Linked DNA regions of Mus musculus: region 2 is linked to region 1. The links are chromatin contacts, called in public Micro-C maps. All regions are on one chromosome and are shown on one strand. The core of a region is the stretch at or near the end of the contact, and the rest is flanking DNA. Distances in the headings are between cores, read along the strand shown. Region 1 overlaps Prim2 (DNA primase, p58 subunit). Region 2 overlaps Rab23 (RAB23, member RAS oncogene family).

What was found. Hi-C and Micro-C count contacts between places; a contact is called where the count stands out from the background.
Region 2: a contact with region 1 is called in a Micro-C map of embryonic stem cells, with 2.0 times the contacts expected there. The contact joins two enhancer-like sites. A contact is called at or near these places in 1 of 39 promoter capture datasets (liver), 1 of 484 Hi-C or Micro-C datasets (embryonic stem cells), 2 of 115 datasets of contacts at active chromatin or transcription factors (the SCID.adh cell line and embryonic stem cells) and 4 of 9 other capture datasets (adipose tissue, embryonic stem cells, liver and 1 more).

What each region holds. Positions count from the first base shown.
Region 1 is chr1:33,635,003-33,638,453 of GRCm38.p6, reverse strand. The region is part of intron 5 of Prim2 (DNA primase, p58 subunit); the gene reads left to right. Among named protein-coding and RNA genes, the nearest start is that of Prim2, 33 kb to the left of the region's middle. Within about 2 kb of position 1,848, at least 23 of the 459 cell types and tissues checked have an H3K27ac peak or open chromatin away from gene starts, as enhancers often do. A contact at or near this core is called in embryonic stem cells, where this site is marked.
Region 2 is chr1:33,739,855-33,743,244 of GRCm38.p6, reverse strand. It overlaps Rab23 (RAB23, member RAS oncogene family), which reads right to left. Exons shown (of 8, transcript NM_008999.4): 8 at 681-3,390. Among named protein-coding and RNA genes, the nearest start is that of Bag2, 16 kb to the left of the region's middle. Within about 2 kb of position 1,269, at least 9 of the 459 cell types and tissues checked have an H3K27ac peak or open chromatin away from gene starts, as enhancers often do. A contact at or near this core is called in embryonic stem cells, where this site is marked.

The DNA.
Region 1 (3,451 bases), core at 599-3,098:
ACTGTAGTATAAAGATATTGCAATACTCTGTGCTGAGGCATATGGCTAAATAGAGGCATAGACTAAGCGAATACTGCCTGAGGATCTGTGGGGAAGTTTGCTGAGATACTATGTCAGACGTATACAACTCTTCCGGTAGAAACACACTGTGTGGAACGGGGTTTCAGAAATAGTCTATGTAAAGTCACAGAGGGGAGAGCGGTGCTGTGCCGGAGGAAGTTCCGGGAAGCTGATTAACAGAGGGTGCAATAAAGAAAAGTCAAACCAGGGAGGATTCCAAGGCAGCTTGTGCCACCGTGGGGCGCGTGGGGAGGGTCCGCTGTAAGAGCAGAAAGCGGGTTGGGAAGATGTCCGTTAGCGTGGCCGTGGGAGGCTTACCTGTGCTGGCGAAGTGGAGTGCGCATGTGTCAGGATGTCTTCCTAGTCATCATGTGACATCAGTCATTCTGAGCAGTGGCGGGGAGGTGTATGGCACGGTGTTGACAAGGTTTGGATTTGCATGGAGCCTGCCCAGGGGAGGGGAGGCAGAAGGCTTGCTGCCTTCAAGGCCTTAGATGTTGTGGAGCCGTGATCCAAAGAGGATCCTGACTTGGTAGAGGGGCTATGTAGGTTAGTGTGTGCTCGGGCAGTGTCTTTGAGCGATGAAGAAGAGGAGCATTTAGAAAAGAGGGCTGGCTGTGTGATCGGGGCTGGTCGGTGGAGGACAGATGGAAATCGGTGTTCCGGAGTGAGGTCAGTGAGAGAGTGAGGTGGACAGGTGAAAGCAGAGCGGGTTAAATGGGAATAACTATAGGAGCAGGGGGAGAGCGGAGAGGCACTGAGGCAAGGGTAATATAGTAGAAGATTCAATGGGAACTTTACTGTATAACCCCAGTCTCCATACTTAGCTTCCTGGCTGGCATAGAACGGCTTAAATATTGTATTCTAGTCCATTTTCTTATAGGATTAAATCCTTTTATACTCAACTCCCCCTTTTCTTTTGTAATATACTTTTAATTTTCATTTTAGGAATGAGTAAATTTTATTTTATATATTTTTTTAAATTTTCTATTTATTTATTTGTTTGTTTGTTTTTTGAGACAGGGTTTCTCTGTATAGCCCTGGCTGTCCTGGAACTCACTTTGTAGACCAGGCTGGCCTCGAACTCAGAAATCCACCTGCCTCTGCCTCCTGAGTGCTGGGATTAAAGGCGTGAGCCACCACGCCCGGAATGAGTGAATTTTAAATGATTAAATTTTTTTTACAGCTTTAAAAAATTTTATTTATTTATTTATTTATTTATTTATTTAGAGTGTGTGTGTGTGTGTGTGTGTGTGTGTGTATGTATGCTCTAACTGGTGTAAACGTCAGAGGACAACTTTCAGGGTCACTTGTCTCTTTTTACCATGTGGGTCCTAGGGATTGAACTCTGGTCACCAGGCTTGGTGGCAGATGCCTTTACCTGCTGAGTCATCTTGCTGGCCCTTGAGTCAGCTAAGGTTTCTGCATCCTGCTATCTAGAAGAGTCTAGATAGCCCCTTTGTTGCACACTGCCTTGTTATTCATGTATTATCCTTCATGTATTTCTGTATCCATGGCATATTTGTAGGCCGAAGAGCGATTCAGACATGATTTGGAGAGAGGTGGAGACAGTTACAAATACATTAGCTGCTTAGAGGCGGCTTCTAAATTTGATGCCCCACATGGGCTTGCTAGGCTCCGAGGCCCTCAGGATGGGTTGGGTAAAGCATACCCTTCTCTAGGCAGTGTGTTGCTGCCTGGGTCCTTTGCACGGTGGCGGTCTGTGATTCCCCGCAGAGCTGTTGTGATTTAAGTGATTTAAATATAGGTGGTGCCTTAGTGTGTTCTGCTCAGTGTGTCTGTGTACTGCATGCGTGCAGTAGTCTGCAGAGGACGGAGGGCAGAGTCCCCTGGAGCTAGAGGTGAGCTGCTGTGGGAGTTCTGGGAACTCAGTATGGGTCCTGTAAGATCAGCAAGTGCTCATAACCCCTGGGCCCTCTCCATTGTGACTGTTTAAAGTCTTTACCTGGATGGTTTCTGAACTGAAGTGGAATAGGTTCCTGGGGAGAAGTCACCTCATGCCGCGTGTGCTCCCCTATTCCGTTCCCACCCAGCCTACGTGGCTTTCTCATTGCCTTGGGACCCTGTCCCCGCTGCTCAGGAATCTATATACTTCTCTCCCGTTCTCTACAGAGCTGGAGGGAAGCCCCCAGCCTAGCAGAGCTTTTGTTCCTCCTGTGAGTGCTGGCGGCCATCCCTTTTCCTCTCACAGATGACTACTGCTTTCAGAGTTCCGTGCTAGTGGAGTCCACTCTCCTTTGCCTTTGCTAATGTTAAAGTACAATCAGTTTAGGAAGCCTTCCTTTGCTTCTGTGTTTCTGTGAGCGCTGAGCCTCAGTCCCGGGAACTGCTGGAGGAATGCTGCGGGGCGGGCGGAGAGGAACGTGTCCCTCACAGATCTAGTCAGGCTGGGAGGGCTGACTTGTGTCTGGTTCTGCTCTTACTTTGGCATGCTTAGGAAACTTAAGATTTCTAGTATAAGTTAATCCTTGCTATGTAGCGCTGGCTGCCCTGAGATTTCTATGTAGCCCAGGGGTTCTTGAATTCATGGACTTCTTCCTCAGCTCTGGGGCCATCATTGCCTCACTGTTATTATTGTTACATAACTATTATTACATTATATGTAATTGTTACCTAATAATATCATTGCATAACTATTACACATAATAATTATGATATATAATAATAGCATAATAGTCATTATTTTTTAAAGAAGTTTGTTTTTGTATAGAAGAGGAAATTTGTGCTTTAATAAAAAATTAATATTTTTAATTGTAAATTTTGGAACAGTCCATATTCTGCTAAGAAGGAAAACAGAGTAATAATGTAACAGTAACAATGTAACAGTAACAATGTAATTGATCTTTACATTGACCAGCTTGGCTGTATTGCAGATCCATCAGCATACTTACTACAAATGTTAAATTATCACCCACCTTCTAATTTTAATGTTTTAAATAATTATAAATGACAACCTGTGAGGGATGCGCTACAACATCCTACAAACTAGAGTTAGCACAAGAACTTAGTGATAATTATTTCCTTTCTTACTTTATGATTTTGTGTGTTTGTGATTTTCTAATTAAAATATCCCAAATATATGACTGTCTTTTGTACATTTAAATGAAAACATAATTCAACTGAAAATAGAAGTGCTTAATATTTACTTTAGCTTGATGAGTACTGGTAATAGTTGCTATATTGAAGCTGCAAAAACAAAACAAAGCAACTCATAACAATAAAAAAACAAAATCTACCCCCCCCCAACCCTCAAAATAGCAAAACAAAACCAAAAACTTGAGAACCAAAAACATAAGCTTAAAATAATACCCATTTTGTTTATCTCCGTTTGGAAGTTTAGGTTGCTTGGGGTTATTTATTTATTTATTTA
Region 2 (3,390 bases), core at 20-2,519, 110 kb before region 1:
AGTCTATATGATGCTATTTGGAAAGCTGAGCAACACAAGTCCCCAAGTATGCAAAATGAGGTAGGAACAGCTGCAGATTTGGAGGCGGTAGCAACGGGGACATGAGTGTGTTTAAGCTTAGTTTGCTCCTACAAGGAAATGAGATGAGCTGCACAGAGCAGAATGTTCTGCAGAGACGACGGTGTGAGCAGCCAATGCACCTTTTGGCCAGCAGGGGACGCGCGGTTGAGATCTTGCCCATAGGTGATGCTGGTTTGAGGTGTAAAGGAGAGGGTGGCTGAGCCAGGTGTCTGACACACCGACTAAGCTCTATGTTAGTTTACACCAGAAGGTAGAATAGTAGTGTGGGAGACCCAAGGCCTCAAGACAAAAACATGACTCTTTTAACAACTAGTAGTGAAAGTAAGCGTTTGTAGCAAAACCACTTAAAGCAGGACTCTACTAGGTGACACTAACCGATGACCAGACGGTGAGCGTATTCATATTCAAAGTAGCTCCGTGGGACTTGTTTCTAGGATATTCTGATGTTTGAGGGAGTCCCATCTGCTAATTTATGAATGAAAGCTCTCATGCTGGTGAACTCTGTAGCCAAGGATGGCCTCCCACTGCCCCACACCTGGCTCCTTTGAGCATCCCACCCCACTCTGCTGGCTCACATCACACACACCACACACAATTCATTCTAGCTTTGAAATGTTTTATTTTTTTGAGTTATTGGAATTCAACTTTGTGGAAATTTTAATCAAGTAGTACATTTTAAAATTAACCCCAAAGGCGTTAAGTACCACTCAATAGGAAAACATACAAGTAGTTTTCTATTCGGATTTACAAAAGCATTATTTATTAGTAACAAAAATATAGAAGGGGTTAAGTTTTTCCTTTGACCCAAAGATTTTATTTTTAAAATACCATTTATCAACATCCTACTATAGATACTTCAAGTGACAACAGAAAAGTGGCAGTAACCAAGACTCTTTTGGCCGAATCAGTCTGCCATCTGGGCGCTGGCTACCTGGGCATTTCAGACCCTGCTGGGGTTTTGTTTACCTGTGTGCAGACAGCTTCATTTGTATGATGTATTTTTCAGCTTTATACGTGAAACTCTTAGGAGCAACAGCACGTTCGACGTAACTGTTAGTGTGACTAAAGCCATCTGCTCACCTAAGGCTATGGAAGCCAAAGCTCTGCCCTTGTGGGCTCCCTGCAGCCCACACATCTCTCTGAGGTGCTCCCAGGGCACTCACCACAGCCACCAGGATCCTCCAGAGGCAAGCAGCATCTCAGATTACAAGAGCACCTCAGGGGGCAGCATCGGGTTCTAAGGCCAACTCCCCATCCTAAACCCTCAGAAAGACAGGAGGGCCATACCCGAGTTCTCAGCTCTGCCAAGACAAGTCAGGAGCATCCGCCCCACTTCACTCGGCAGTGGAGGGGTCACACATGCTCCCTGTGGTAGTGCTGGAATTTGAAATCTCCATGTGTATGGTCACCTTGAGTGGAGAAGAAACAGTTCAACCTGCTTTTATTTGAACTGCTGTATGTATATGGGCTGTTTTATAAACTATCTCCTTCTTAGGCCGAGACTGCAGAAACCTGAGGAACTCTTAGATATAGCAATGACTTCACAGCTCTGTGCCCGCCACTAAGAACCGGTGACACTGCAAAAGTTACTTAGAGCACAAAGGTCTGGTGGCCCAGAGTTCATAAACGTTACAGTCACAGAAGAAACCAATAACGTGACCTTTGAGGGTTTCAGAATTGAATATATTGATAAATTAATATTACCTGTGGCTGATTTTAGACCTTTTTAAGTTAGGTAGAAAATACAGTGGTGCAAAGTAAAAACCAAATGTGTAACAAATGCTCCCATAAAAAATGGATAAAACAAAACACATAAACTTCTGTTACAAATATTAAGGAAGGGGCTGGGGTTTAGCTCAGTGGTAGAGCACTTACCTGGGTTCAGTCCTCAGCTCCAGGAGAGGGAGAGGGAGGGGGACGGGGAGACAAGCTAACAAATATTAAGGAAACGGCAGCCATCACCAGACACTGTTTTAAAGAGACAGACCACACACCTTTTTACCATGCATTTAGTGGCTACAAATAAAGCTACAATGTTCTATAAGGAATGAATTTTCTGCCAATGCCATTAAAAGGGTCAACTAATTTATTTGCCAACAAATTTACTTTGTGTAAAAACTGAGGAGTCTGTGTTTGAAGAGGAAAAAAATCACGTCTCACAGCAGGCACCACTGTGTGGATCCAAGTCCCCCACCTTACCCTGCACCAGGGGCGCTAACAGCTGACCACACAGATGATCCTGCCTGCTTGGGATGCCAATGGGAAAAGCAAGCATGTGGACCACCATGGAGGGAGGGCGCTCAGCGACCTCTGCTCGCAACAGGAACCTGTGCTGGGCAGGATGGGTGGTACGCCAAGGGTAAACTTTAAAGAAAAAAAAGACAAGAGAAATATAGGAACTATTTATATATTTTAGTAAAAAAAAGAAAAAAAAAGAAAGGAAAAGCACACGTTCCAAGAAATATCACTTTTATATATTTTGAAGTACATGAAAACCAGGACTGTGGAAACGGGTTATTGATATTTTCTAAGTAAAATGACTGATTAAGGATAATGAGTTTTTAGTAGAACTCATGATATTATCTCTTTGGCAGGCAGGCTGGTGCCCAGCTCACACGTTTCCCCTTCTTTCCCATACCGGGTCTTTACAGGCGCTTCTTACCGATCGTTCCTGATAAGGTCCACGTACACCAAAGGCCACAGAAAAACTTAAGCAATAATGGTAAATGCTATACTAAGAGTGTAAACAAAAGGATGCCTTAGAGTTGCAGGGCTTCAGAAAATCTGTGATCAGGACCAAAGACCATCACTCTGCAAAGATGGTCCCCTTCAGCTTGGAAGTTCAGAGTTTGGTCTCAGGTCAGCAGCCAGAAGCTGGTGTGCACGCGCTCCACAGGGCCTTCTGAGTGGCTGCAGGCTGCTGTGTGTACCGGGCACATTGCTTACAGTGGCTATGGAGAAGGCTCTGGGAGAATCCCAGGAGGGACAGGCCCGAGCAGTCAGACATTTACATTCCTTTCATCTACCTGTCGGAGAGGAAACTGCCTCTACAAGATGTCATAAATACAAATTTGAATAGGAAAGTAGTGTAAAAATTAGCGGTAGTGTTTGGCACACTTGGGTCCAAGTTCTTTCTGTAAAGTATGTCCGGACGCCTCAGGTGAGACCAGAAACATACGCAATGGTTGTACGAGCGAGCGAACTGACTAGAATCTGCATCCCCTTTCCCAGGGCACAGGCCTACTGCCTGAGCCAGGAGTCTGCATGCACACCCCCACAGTCCGCACATCACGGATATTGCACGAGTAC